2 separate regions of the Pan troglodytes genome follow, and region 1 is linked to region 2. The links are chromatin contacts, called in public HiChIP or PLAC-seq maps. All regions are on one chromosome and are shown on one strand. The core of a region is the stretch at or near the end of the contact, and the rest is flanking DNA. Distances in the headings are between cores, read along the strand shown.

Region 1 (7,040 bases), core at 2,357-4,856, 160 kb after region 2:
GCCACACATGCCTGGGCCACGGGTCCCAGGACAGATGTGGCAGGGAAGGAAGTGCCCAGGGCAGAAAGCAGGGGCTTGGCTCACCACAATGCTGTGGAGTCATGAACAAATCCCTGTCCTTCTCTGTGCCTCAGTATCCTTGTCTGTCAGATGAGGGGCTTAGTCTCTACTGCCTCTGAGGCCCCCACTGTGGGACCCTTGAGGACTCCCTGAGGTCTGAGAGTAGGGAGCAGTTTCAGCAGTGAGTGCCCCATCCTGAGGGCTGGAAAAGCAGAAAGCAGGGCCCACCTGTCCGAGGCTGGAGGACATCACTCACTATGGGGCCGTGTAGACACACTGGCGCCCAAACTGGAGACCAGCTTCTTCCTGGCTATGTCACCTTAGACAGGTGACAGCAATCACCTTGTGGGAAGCAAAGGAAGGCAATGTCACCTTAGGTGACACTAATAACCTTGTGGGACTTTTGTGGGAAGCAAAGGAAGCTCCAGGTGGCTCATGGGACTGTACGGAGTGGCTGGGTCACAGCTGTAGCCAGAGACTCAGGGAGGAACCTGGGGTCAGCAGGTGAAGTCCTGGCCCTGGGAGCCCCTATCTGGCCCATCGCTGGGCGGGGGATCTGTCTGTCTGCAGACCCTCTGGCTGTTCCCATCTGCCTCCTTCCTGTCGCTGACAAGGAGGGGAGGCACAGAGGAGTGGGAACCTTGGCACAGCAGGTCCCCCTACCCATGGCCTCAGTTTCCCTATTTTCAAGATGGAAGTGGAGGCTGGGTAATGGGATCCCAGCAGGCTCTCTGTGGGGACTGGGTTCTCTAGCCTCCAGCCAGTCATCCCCATCAGGCACAGACATCAGCAGCACTTCCTCCACACCACGGCAGGTGTGGGGCGGGTCTCTCAGTCTGCAAACTATGAAGGTCCCTTCCTCCTCCCCCTCCTCCTCCTCTTCCTCTAACTCCTTCCTTACTTTTGTCACCCGATAGTCCATCTTCACAATAGCCAAAGATGCAGCTTTTATCCACACCACCTCCATCTTATAGATCAGAAACCCGAAGCCTCAAAGCTGCCCAGGGTCAGTCAGTGAATTGAGAGCAGCCAGGCCAGGGGCCAGGCGCCCCCACCCAGCTAGCTGCCCCAACTGGTCCCCTTGTTGGGCAGGGACTCCACCTTCCTGGAAACTGGGGCCAGGGCCAGGGGCCACCTCATCAGTTCTTGACCCACGTCTGGTTTCTCTGCCCACGAACTTCCCCAAGGCCCTGTCAGTTAGCCAGGATGGTCCCCAAAGCCAGCATTCTGGTCTTCTGCAATTGGCTGCCCTGCTCTGGGACTGGAAGTATAAAGGGATTAGACCCAGCTAGGAACACCTCATCCCACAACCTGAGGCCCAGACCTGGCTTCAGAATCCTTCTCAACACAGCTCACTAGGTAAGCTTTATCTATCAAATTAAGATGTGCTTGGAAACGATGAGAAGGTACTTACGTGCAGCAGGCATTAGCACCTGCTCATGGTCACAACTGTCCAGCAGTGGCCTAGCTGTCTCTGCAAATGGCAAGCACCCCTTCTCAGAATGTGTGACGGTGTGTCAGCTAAGAATGGCCCCCCACACTGCATAGCCCAACAGGGGTGGAGAAGGGGAGGGCCAGAGAAGGCTTGAGGTCCCTTCCGGTGGCAAAATTCAGGTGGACAATGCTCAGGTGGACTCGCTCCACTTCCACAGATGAGGACCACACCTCCCTCACCCAAGCATCCTGGCCTGGAAAGTTTCCACCATTGCAAAGCTCACAAAGAGGCTCAGAGAGGGTGTGCAATCTGCTCCCAGTTGCTCAGCACAGCTAGGAAACAGGCAGTGTTGAACAAGGACCTCCAGGCCAGTCTCAGATGGACTTGGACCATGCCTATTCCCTCACCCCACAACAAAAGCTCTCCCCACCAGAGAGCTCATGGTGTGTGCGCGCCTTTACAGTGAATCAGAGCCACTCTAAGGGAGAGTGAGAGGAAGCCCTGGGGTTCCTCCCCTCCCCAACTCCACCCTATCTCGGTGCCTTCTTCTGGGGAACCAGAAACACCCTCCAACAATAAAGAGGCCCTTTGAGACGGGGCAGCCCACTGTCACCTGCTAGGACCTGGGAACCCTACCCTGCAAAGAAACTGAGGATCCCCACGAAGGTGGGGAGGAAACCTCCACCCAAGAGGCAGCCAGGGAAACAGCAGAGATCCCTAGAAGCCCATGTTGGGCTCCCGTTTTGGGCTCTGAGTGAGCCTGTATTGAGAGGGGTCCGGTGGCTGGTTGGGCCATGGCTCCAGGAGTCCCCGCGCTGCCTCACCTTCTGTGCCTGGCTGATCATCTTCCGCACCACCTCTTTGATGTGGGCCTGCCCGTCTATGGGGGGCTGCATGTAGACGCTGGCCCGGGTCACGCCGCGGTAGGCGATGGTGTCGGGCCAGCCCAGGTCCAGCTGCGGGATGGAGCGGTCCGACTTCTGGGGCCAGTACTCCAGGGAGGGCAGCGGCTCGGCCTCGGTGGGGACCCCATCCGCCCCGCTGGCTTCCTCGCCGTCGCCGACCCCATTGTCCTCGGGCCCCTGAGAGGGGCCCGTGCCCCGAGGGTCCTCAGAGCCCGGGTCGTACACCTCGATGGTCTCCAGGATGCGCTTGAGCTCCAGCTCCGAGAGGAAGTCTCGGATGTTCTCCCGCTTGAGCACCTCGTAGAAGGCGTCCCGGCCGCGGGCCACCAGGGCCTCCAGCGCCAGCCGCTGCTCCTCGCTGTAGAAGAACTCAGGCTTGGACTCGCTGGAGCGCCAGTTCACATGGTTGTCGTCCAGACACTGCACCTGGGAGAAGGCCATGGCGCCGCCTGCCCGGGCACTGCTGCCGGGGGTGGGTGGGCAAGGTCCAGCTCCTAGCTCCGGCCCAGCTGGGGCACCGCGCGCTCGGGGGCCTCTCCGCGGCCTCTGCTCCTCTGCCCATGAGCAATCTGCGGGAAAGACCTGATGAGCCCGGCTTGGCGGGGAGGGCGGGCCGCGCGGGGAGGGGCGGCGGGGGCGGGGCCGGGAACTCAGGTGGGCGTGGGAAGGACGGGGCTGGGGCTGGGGCTGGGGCTGGGAAGATGAGGTGGGGGCACTGGACTGGGATGGGAAGAAAGTTAAGGGATCGGAACAGCGGTGAGGGAGCCGTGGGCCACGTCCCAGGGCTCAGCGTGCCTCTATGTGCAGGGAACCCACATCCCAGATTTCCGGAGCTGCCTGAAGTCCTAGCAACTTCTGAGGGAAACTAGGGCAGCCGGGGAACTTCCCAGTAGCTTCTTAGAGTGGGAGGCGGCCCCGGCACAGAGGCGCCCCGCAAACCGAGGGCTTCCGGGTAAGGGAGGGGTCTTAAAAATTTCCGGGTGCCGGCAACCCAGGAGGCCTGCCCGGAGGAGGCTGGGGCTCTGGGAGGGGTCCAGGAGACCCAGAAGCGCGGTTGCGGGGCGGCGACGCCCCGCGAGACCCGGGATCCGGGGGGCGCGGCCGGGACTTGCTTACCGAGCGGGCGCTGGCGGAGCGGGGCGCACACGCGGCGGCTGCGGCGGCGGCGAGAGGCTGGGCGGGGGCGCGCCGGTGACTCAGGGCCGCCCCGCTCACCCCGCCGCCGCCACCTGCGGTCACGTGCCGCCCGGGGCGGGGCCGGAAGCTGATTCACCCCTCGACAGGCAGACAGACCTGGGGCGGACGCACTGCCCACGGTCCCCTGGTGCCCGAATTCCGAAAATATCAGAGGCCTAAGCCCAAGAGCTCCCGGAACACCCAGCCCAGAGAGGGACAGTGTTCTCCCTGAGGTCACACAGCGGGTCAACAGCCTTGGCACCCCCCTGTGCCCCCAGGGTCTGTTGGTGATCCTGGATCAACCCTGGCTGTGCCCAGTTTCGCCGGCGTGGCGGGAAGTCCGTGCGGCTGTATAGATACCCAGCTGTCCAGTTGTGGAAACAGGTCTAGGGTACTGGGCTGGGAGCCCCCAGGCAGGGATGGGGCACTGACTGACCCAAACTCAGGGCTTTCCTGAGCAGATACCCAGTTCTCAGTCCTAAGCCCTGATCCCCTCTGGGAGGGGTCCCCGGACTGCTTCTGCGTGGCGGGCAGCACCCGACCTGAACCCTAGGGCAGGGAGGGGCCAAGAGGCCCGCTGTGGGCTGGGGTCAGGCCCAGCTCTCTGCTGAGCGTCCCCTGGGGTTGGGACCCTGGTTATGGGGAGCGTGGAGACCACATCTGAAGGCAGGCTTTGAGGGTGGGACAGCAAAGCCCATTAAATCTGGCCCAACAAACAGCCCCCACCCCATCGCGTGCCGCAGCCAGTCTGCCCGGCACCAGGCCCAGCCCTTCCTCCCATCCCCCATACTTGCTCTGGATCTGGATGGGGCTGGTTTGGGTCCCTTAAGGATGCTGCTTCCGTAGGCTGGTGACATCTCTAGGCCTTGTGCCCTCAAACCCCCCTCCTCCAAGGCCGTCTCCACCATTCATGGCCCATCAGGACTCCTTGCCTCTGAGTCCACTGCCCTGGGCAATGACTGGCCTCCTAGGCCCAGCATCCTTGTGGTACCCATCACTGACCCCTCAAGCACGAAGTCCTACACTCTGCCATATAGCCCCCCAAGAGCTTTATGCTACTGAACATAGTGGCCCCTGGGGAACAGGCACACATATTTGCATCCTCCCCCTGCCCCAGGGCCAGAGAGGGGAGGTGGTCCCAGCGGGGGAGCCCTGCCTTGAGGGTCCTGAAGACCCATTTATAGCCCCTCTGCTACTGTGGATCCCCTGTAAGACCTTCTCTGAGCCACCTCAGCTTCTCCCTGTGTTCTTACCAATGCACAGAGGCTGGAGAGTTCAGGAAGGGAGTCCAAGGCCTCACTCCCACCTCCACCACCCCAACACTTCTGCAGTTGATGAGCAGGAAGGTTGTATGCACCCAGTTTTCCCCAGTAGCGACGTTTTGCATAACTATAATACAATAATATCACAGCCAGAAAATTGACACTGGTGCAATCCACAAAGCTTATTTAGATTTCACCAGTTTTTTGTTTGTTTTGGGACAGGGTCTTGCTCTGTCACCTAGGCTGGAGTGCAGTGGTATGTACAATCATTGCTCAATGCAGCCTTGAACTCCTGGGCCCAAGCAATACTCCTGCCTCAGCCTCCTGAGTAGCTGGGACCAGAGACACCATGCCCAGCTAATTTTTTTTCTTTTTTCTTTTTTCTTTTTTTTTGTAGAGACAAGGCCTCACTATGTTGCTCAGACTGGTCTCAAACTCCTGGCCTCAAGTGATTCTCCCACCTTGGCCTCCCAAAGTTCTGGGATTATAGGCGTGAGCCACTGCACTGGCCAGATTTCACCAGTTTTACATGCACTCATTTATGTGTGTTATACAACCTTATTATGTGTATAGATTTGTGTAACCACCATTACAGTCAAGATACAGAACTGTTCTGTCACTACAAAGATCTCCTTCTCTGTAGCCATCCCCACACCTCCCCCGACCACCATTCCTAACTTCTGGCAACCACTAATCCATTCTACAATTCAACAATTTTGCTATTTCAAGAATGCTATATAAATGGAAGATATAGTATATAAACTTTTGGGATTGGCCTTTTTTCCCACTTAGCATAATTCTCCAGCAAGTCATCCAGGTTGTTTCATGGATCAATGGTTTGTGCTTTTCATTGCTGACTAGTATTCCATGGTATGGATATACCACAGTTTGCTTAACCATTTCAGTGATTGAAGGATATGTGGGGTTTCCAGCTTTTGATTATTACAAATAACCTTGTTATGAGCATTCATACACATATGTATATAAACATCAGGTTTCATTTCTCTGGCATAAGTGCCCAAGAGTGTTATTCCTGGGTCCTGGTAGTTGCATGTTCAAACACTGCCAAACTTTTTCCAGAGTGGCTGTACCATTTCACATTCTCACCAACAATGTATGAGTGATCCAGTTTCTCCACGTCCTTGCCAACATGTGGTGTTACCACTATTTTTTTTTTTTTTTTGGCCATTCTGATAGGTAGATCATATCTTATTGTGGCTTAAATTTGTGCTTTCCTGATGGCTAATGTCATTGAATCTCTTTTCATGGGCTTATATGCCATCTGTTTGTCTTTTCCTTTGAAACATTTGTTCATGTCTTTTGCCCATTTTCTAATTGGATTGTCTATTTTTTAACTCTTGAGTTTTAACTTTTTTACTTTTTTGTTTTATTAGAGATAGGCTCTTGCTCTGTTATCCAGGCTGAAGTGCAGTGGCTTAATGATAGCTCACTGCAACCTCAAATTCCTGGGCTCAAGCCGTCCTCACTTCAGCCTCCTGAGTAGCTGGGACTACAGGTGTGCACCACCATGCCTGGCTAATTGTTTTTTTTTTTTAGTAGAATCATGGTCTTGCTATGTTGCCCAGGCTTATACTGTTGAATTTCAAAAGTTCTTTATATATTCTAGATACAGGACCTTTGTTGGGTGTGTGCTCTGCAAATATTTTCTCCCAGTCAGTAGCTTGCTTTTTCATCCTCTTCGAGGTGTCTTACACAGAGCTAAAGTTTTAAATGTTGATGAGGTCCAGTTTATCAATTTTTCCTTTTATGCATCATGCTTTTGGCGTCAAGTCTAAGAACTATTCACTTTGTTGAAGTCAAAATGAAAATGTAGAGACGAATCTCTATATTTAACGTTTTATTTGGGAAGAAAAATTGCAATTCAGGGCATGCACAAAGACTGGGTGGTCTTTGATGTGTCTAGAGAACACAAAGAAGGTTAGAGGTTTTCTTGAAAGCAGAAATGTTACTTAGTGCTCTTTGAGAAAGTTCCTTGGCACTGGTAAGGGTTTGGGGAGCTGAAGAGTTCTGACTGGTAAGTGACAGTGGTAAGCAAAATTAGTCCTAGATCTGTAGCAAGTTATCTCAGCAGCTATAGATAAAACTGGTTGCAGGTTGTAAAAGGGAGTTTCTTTCACCAGCCAGGCTCATAGGGAATTGCATTTTTGGAATAATGTTATGTACCCTGGGTGCTTTCCCCCA
Region 2 (6,862 bases), core at 3,318-5,817:
GTATTTTTAGTAGAAACAGGGTTTCACCATGTTGGCCAGGGTGGTCTTGAACTCCTGACCTCAGGTGATCTGCCTGCCTCAGCCTCCCAAAGTGCTAGGATTATAGGCGTAAGCCACTGTGCCGGGTCTACAAAACTCCTTCTGTTTTTTTTTTTTTTTTCTTTTTCAGACCAAGTTTCACTCTTGTTGCCCAGGCTGGAGTGCAATGGCGTGATCTCGGCTCACCACAACCTCCGCCTCCCGGGTTCAAGCAATTCTCCTGCGTCAGCCTCCTGAGTAGCTGGGATTACAGGCATGTGCCACCACGACTGGCTAATTTTGTATTTTTAGTAGAGACGAGGTTTCTCCATGTTGGTCAGGCTGGTCTCGAACTCTTGACCTGAGGTGATCCACCCTCCTCGGCCTCCCAAACTGCTGGGATTACAGGCATGAGCCACCGTGCCCGGCCCAAAACTCCTTCTTATATATCCAGAGAGCATATATATTATAAATATTTAACCTACCTAGTATAGCTTATTGGATACTAAACCAGGACTTTGTTAAACTCTTAGCATGCAGTGGATCATCTACTATGGTCACTGTATGAGGTGGGTGCTTTGCCATTCCCAGCTGTAGCCCCAACCCTCAGCACTGGGCCTGGCATGAGTTAAGTACTTTATTGATATTTGTTGAGTAAATGAATGGAGGTAAAAGTCAGCTAGCAAGGCAGCCAGGGTAGCTACAGGCAGCCTGATTTGGACAAGTAATTTTATTTTATTTTATTTTTATTTATTTATTTTGAACCTCTGAAAGAGTTTCACTTTTGTCGCCCAGGCTGGAGTGCAATGGTGTGATCTTGGCTCACTGCAACCTCTGCCTCTTGGGTTCAAGCGATTCTCCTGCCTCAGCCTCCTCAGTAGCTGGGATTACAGGTGCCTGCCACAACGCCTGGCTAATTTTTTTGTATTTTTAGTAGAGATGGGGTTTCCCCATGTCAGCCAGGCTGGTCTTGAACTCCTGACCCCAGGTGATCTGCCTGCCTCGGCCTCCCAAAGTGCTGGGATTACAGGTGTGAGCCACCACACCTGGCCCGTGGACAAGTAATTTTAAAAGCCCAGAAAACATTGACTATTCACTTGGACAAGCTAAAAATAATGGATGGTGCCTGGTGTTGGTGAAGATGAAGAGACATGGATGCTCTTCCACCTTCCTGGTGAGACTGTAAATTGGTACAAAATTTCAGGGAACAAAATTTTAAAAGGGCATATCCTTTGACCAAACAAGCTTACCTCTAGAAATTTAACATGAGGAAATACTTGGGCAAAGGTAGAAAGACAGGTTATGTATTAATAGTAAAAAGTGCCCAGAATGAGGGATTAGTTAAGAGAAAATAATGGTTCATCCATATCACAATAGCTCATAATTGCTGCGGTTAATAGAAAGTGGTAGTCAACTGTGTGCCAGATAACTCAAGTGGTCATCAAGATTCCCCTATGACAAAGATGCTGTTATTATTCCTATTTTGTAGATGAGGAAACAGGTATAGAGAGGTTAAGAAACTTGTTGAGGTCACACAGCTGGTGAGGAGAGAAGGAATTTGGATCTAGGCGCTGGTTCCCAAGACTACAGTCTTTCATTCACAGCTCATATCATGATGATGTCGACCTGAATTCGTCAACATGGAATCATGCCTGCAATAAATTGTTACAGGGAAAAGGCATATTGGAAAATTCCAAGAGTGGCTACCTCTCCACATGGGATAATGGCAAATATCTTTTTAATTTTTTCTTCTCATTTGAATTTTTCTTACAATGTGTAAATATTATTATGCTTACAAAAGACAATGAAGTTCTTAGTCCCAGCTGCTGGGGAGCTGAGGCAGGAGAACCGCTTGAACCCAGGAGGCAGAGGTTGCAGTGATCCAAGATCACGCCACGGCACTCAAGCCTGGATGACAGAGTGAGACTCAGCCTCGGGGAAAAAAAAAAGACAATGAAGTTCCTTTCATTTTGGGGGAAAATAGAAAAAGGAGAAAAGAGGACGGGCACAGTGGCTCATGCCTGTATTCCCAGTACTCTGGGAGGCCGAGATGGGTGGATCACTTGAGGTCAGGAGTTCGAGACCAGCCTGGCCAACATGGCAAAACTCCGTCTCTAGTAAAATTACAAAAATTAGCCGGGTGTGGTGGCATGCACCTGTAGTCCTAGCTACTTGGGAGGCTGAGGCAGGAGAATAGCTTGAACCTGGGAGGTGGAGGTTGCAGTGAGTCGAGATTGCGCCACTGTACTCCAGTCTGGACAACAGAGCAAGACTCCATCTCAAAAAAAGAAAAAAGAAAAGAAAAAGGAGAAAAGCTGGAGGATGCAGGAAAGGACTCTATAGGAACTTCCAAGGCCTCCTTGGCTGGTGACCTGGCTTTGGCCTCCGCTGCCTCCTACAGCCAGGCAAGCTGCCATCCTCTTCCACTGGGGAAAAAGGGGTGCCTTGTTTTTCTTCCCTGATAGCCAGACAGGCGAGAGCAGAGAGGCAGCTGCAAAAGCTTCCTCGGTGCCTCATACTCATGGACTCCATCTAAAAGTAACTCCTCACCCCCAACCATCATATGGCTGCTGATATTAGTGCTCATTTTTCCACTGAGGAAACAGAAACTTAGAGAGGTGGATCTGTCCAGGGTCATTTCCACAATGAGGACAGGAGGCAGGAAGCAGGCTCCATCCTAGTGATGGACACCTAAGTCCCTGTTTTTTCATTTGCACAACCATTTGAAGGAGAATCCTGTGTTTTTTGTTACACCATACTGCTCAAAAATTTCTATCGAACTATAGCAAAGATTCCTTTCCTTCCTTTAAAAAATGTTGAAGGGAAATGTCTTAGACTTGAGTATCTTGATTTATAGTCGATATGCAGCAGTTTAGCCCTTGAATATGGCCAATGACGTGTTGCAGCAAGCTGAGCACTTCTATTACATGCAAAGACTCTGACTGCAAACATCCAAGTGGGCAAGGGATGATCAAGTTTAGCAATGGACTAACCAAAAACTGCATTCGTGTGGAACTGACCACAAGCTTTACATTATGCTTTTGCTCCTTTCTTGCTCATTACCCATTGTATAACAAAATATGCCCAAACTTGGGCTTTAATAAAAAATTTCTTAGCTCTCAATTTTTTGTGGTTTGATTGGTCTTAGCTAGGTGGCTCTTGCTTAGGGTCTTTCATAAAGTTGCAGTCAGGTGGTGGCTGGGGCTGCAGTCACCTGGTGGGTCAGCTTGGCTGAACACCTACCATGGCACACTCCTATGGCCTAAACCCCAAGGATAAAGAGAATGAGAGTTTTGACATCAGCCTACAAGGGATTTCAATAGTCCTTGGAGAATGGATGGCGGATGGAAGAGTGGTATTGCTATAACAGAACAAACGAAACTACAAACTAAGTGCCTGCAGTGCGGGAAACTATTGAGGAGCAAGCCACCCCACTGCAGAACCCTGGACGCGGTGATACACTGGAGCTAGCTCATTCTGGTTAATGAGAGTGGATTTTTAAAAAAATTCAAGGCCGGGTGTGGTGGCTCATGACTGTAATCCCAGCGCTTTGGAGGTCGAGGTAGGAGGATCACTTGAGCCCAGTTCGAGGCGGCAGTGAGCTATGATTGCACCACTGCACTCCAGCCTGGGCAACAGAGCAAGACTCTGTCTCTTAGAAAAGTTTTTTTTTTCCAGTAATATTATTCTTGTATGGTGCAAACACTATATAATGCTGTGCTACTGCCCATTTTCTTTCCAGCAAGGACAAGGCACTCAATTTTCCAGACATTTCTTGAGTACCATACTTGTGCCAGGCCCTGGGAAACAGTGATCAGCAGGAGGGACGAAGAGCCCACCCTCATGGGGCTTACAGTGTACAGGGGCTGAGGTGGTGATATTTGTCAAATAACCACCCAAACACTTAATTAGAAATCGTGATAAGCCCAATGAAAGAAAAGTACATGAAACAGTTTTATTTGGGAAGGGGGTGGTTTAGGGAAGACTCGAAAGTGACAATGGAGCTATCAAGTTCAAGAAGGAGTTAGTAGGGGAGGAGGCTGCAGGAAGAAGTGCACGCCTGGAGGCAGGAACAGCATGTGTCCCGGTAGTTCAGGGTGGCGGGCCCAGGCGGGTGAGAAAGGGCAATGGAGAAGGAAGCAGAGGAGACCGTGCAGACACTGCAAGTGCCAGAAACCCGATCCACACTGGCTTCAGAGGGTGGAGGGGAGGTTCTTCTTGGCTTCCATAATAGAAATGTCCAGGGACCTACCGACTTCAGATTCAGCGCAAACTCATCTGGGCCCGGTCTGTATCCCTCCCTCTCTTTTCTCTCAGCACTTTCCTCAGGCGGTTCCCCTCCTGGCATCCCAGCAGCTGCAGCATCAACAGGAGAGAGTAAGCCTCTCCAGTCCCGGCGCAGGGATGGAGACGGTGTTTCGTGGGCTCCGATTGGCTCAGTAGCCTATCTTTGGAGCGAATCAGCGAGCGGAGAGGGATGAACTTCTCTGACTGGCCAGATCCAGTCACATGCCAACATGTGACGCGTGGAATCTACGCCAGCCACAGCAGAGAGGTGGGGGTTGTGACCGGAGTTAGATGCCAGCGCAGAAGGGACGTGAGCCCAGCCGAGGTACCGCTGAAGAGGAATCAATTTTGGTATGCAGATAATCACTGGGCTCATGGGTCTTGCTCTTTACAAAGAGGTGTGTCCCTGTAAAGTTGTCAGGCAAAGGAAATGTTTCAAACGACTCCATTTCACGAAGTCTCACCTAATTTATAATTCGTTAGTTGAGATGCTTGTATTCTTCGTTTCTAAAATAAGACGTTGAACCATAAAGACTCTAGCTAGCTCTGCAACCTCTGATGAATATTTCATGCCTCATTATTGTGAAAAATCCAAAGCAGAATTGGAGAGAAGATGTGGTATAGGGATTAGGTAAGTGAAGACTGGTGCAAAGCCTCCTGGGTCGAAATTCTGTCCACTGCTTTGTCATTGGAAAAGTTATTTAACGTCGTCGTCTCAGTTCCCACAACTATTAAAATGGAGAGGATAACAACACCTACCTTATGCTCTTGTGAGGATTAAATAAGTTACCGTTAATATATGTAAAGCACTTAAAAGAGGACCATGTGTTTGCTATTATTATGTTATCCATACAATAAAGAGTAAACATTACCTAAGTTATAAAGAACTTAGGCAATGGATACCAAAAGTACCAATTCCTTTATAATAAAAGAAAAAAAGGCGACAAGGCAAATAACGATAATAACTGATAATGGCTGGGCGCGATGGCTCACGCCTGTAACCCCAGCACTTTGGGAGGCCGAGGCGGGCGGATCACTTGAGGTCAGGAGTTTGAGAACAGCCTGGCCAACATGGTGAAACCCTGTCTCTACTAAAAATACAAAAAATTAGTCGGGCGTGGTGGCGCACACCTGTAATCCCAGCTACTCGGGAGGCTGAGACAGGAGAATCGCTTGAACCCGGGAGACGAAGTTTGCAGTGAGCTGAGATCGCGCCGGTGCACTCTAGCCTGGACAACAGAGCGAAACTCCATCTCAAAACAAAAAACTAACAAACGAACAAAAAACTGATCATTTATTATACACCCAGAACTGTGCTTTTAGCACAGTTTTGTTTTGTTTTGTTTTGTTTTTGAGATGGAGTCTTGCTCTGTCACCCAGGCTGGAGAGCAGTGGCGCGATCTCGGCTCACTGCAACCTCTGCCTCCCGGGTTCAAGCGATTCTCCTGCCTCAGCCTCCTGAGTAGCTGGGATTACAGGCGCGCACCACCACGCCTGGCTAATTTTTTTTTTTTTTTTTTGTATTTTTAGTAGAGACGGGGGTTTCACTATGTTGGTCAGGCTGGTCTCGAACTCCTGACCTCGTGATCCGCCCGCCTCAGCCTCGCAAAGTGCTGCAATTACAGGCGTGAACCACCGCGTCTGGCCGTATTGTCTCATTTAATCCTCACAACAGTCTTATGGAATGGGTGCTGCTATCTTTGTTTTTCAGATGAGGAAACAAGCTCAGAGGGTTGAAATGACTTGTCCAAGGTTACAGGCCAGTGGAGGCTTGAACCCAGGTATTTGTAATTCCAAATGTCATACTCTGTCCACATTCATTCCTTGTAACCTGCCTGGGCTGTCACAGTTGGTGTGGGGCTAGCAGCTCCCCAGGGACCAAAACAGGCGCATCCCCGCCCACCGCCCCGCCCATCGTGCCAGCCCGACTCCACCCCTGTGGCTACACCCACGCCCCGCGCCTTCCCCACTGGTGGGCCACGCCCACAGCCCCCAGCCAGGTGCCTCCGCTGTCCGGGCTCTAGCCCCGCCCCCGCCCCCGCCCCTCCCCGCCCACCGGCCTCGCAGTCGCCGCGGACGCGAATCTTGGGCATGGAGTCGCCATTTTGCTACTAGAGAGGCCGCCAGGAGACCCGGCGCTTTCTTCCTTCTGCAGCTGAGGCTGCGGCGGGGCCGGGGCTGGGGTCGGGGCCAGGTAGGCGGGCGGGAGCCAGTGGCGAGCGGCAGCGAGGGCTGGCTGGCTCCGGCATTGCGGGGCGCAGGTGCAAGGGGCGGGGAGCCCGCGGTGCCGGCAGGCGGACGGGTCGGGGTCCCTGGGTGGTGGCTGCTTGGGGGCTCACTGGGGCGACCTCGCGCCCGCGGCCCTTCCATTTTTCCCTCCCTTCTTCCTCTCCCGCCAGGGGTCGGCGGGGGCGGGGGACGGGCGTCCGGTGCCTGGGCTCTCTCCGCTCCCTGAGGCGCCGCTGGGGAGTCGAACCCTGATGATGGGACCTGTGGTGAGCAGCCCTGAAAGCAAGCCCAGACCCAGCCATTCTCCGTCCCTAAGCTGACACGGAGC

What was found. HiChIP or PLAC-seq counts read pairs in DNA pulled down with a chosen protein or histone mark.
Region 1: a contact with region 2 is called in an H3K4me3 HiChIP or PLAC-seq map of stem cell-derived excitatory neurons, with 2.1 times the contacts expected there. The contact joins the promoter of FAM83G here to the promoter of PRPSAP2 in region 2. A contact is called at or near these places in 1 of 7 Hi-C or Micro-C datasets (stem cell-derived neural progenitor cells) and 1 of 1 datasets of contacts at active chromatin or transcription factors (stem cell-derived excitatory neurons).

Annotation. Positions count from the first base shown.
Region 1 is chr19:51,622,293-51,629,332 of NHGRI_mPanTro3-v2.0_pri, forward strand. It overlaps FAM83G (family with sequence similarity 83 member G), which reads right to left and starts at 3,607. Exons shown (of 6, transcript NM_001243845.3): 1 at 3,517-3,607; 2 at 2,320-2,969. The coding sequence starts at 2,841. All of the region lies in intron 8 of SLC5A10 (solute carrier family 5 member 10), which reads left to right.
Region 2 is chr19:51,466,301-51,473,162 of NHGRI_mPanTro3-v2.0_pri, forward strand. It overlaps PRPSAP2 (phosphoribosyl pyrophosphate synthetase associated protein 2), which reads left to right and starts at 4,568. Exons shown (of 13, transcript NM_001280188.1): 1 at 4,568-4,656; 2 at 6,017-6,086.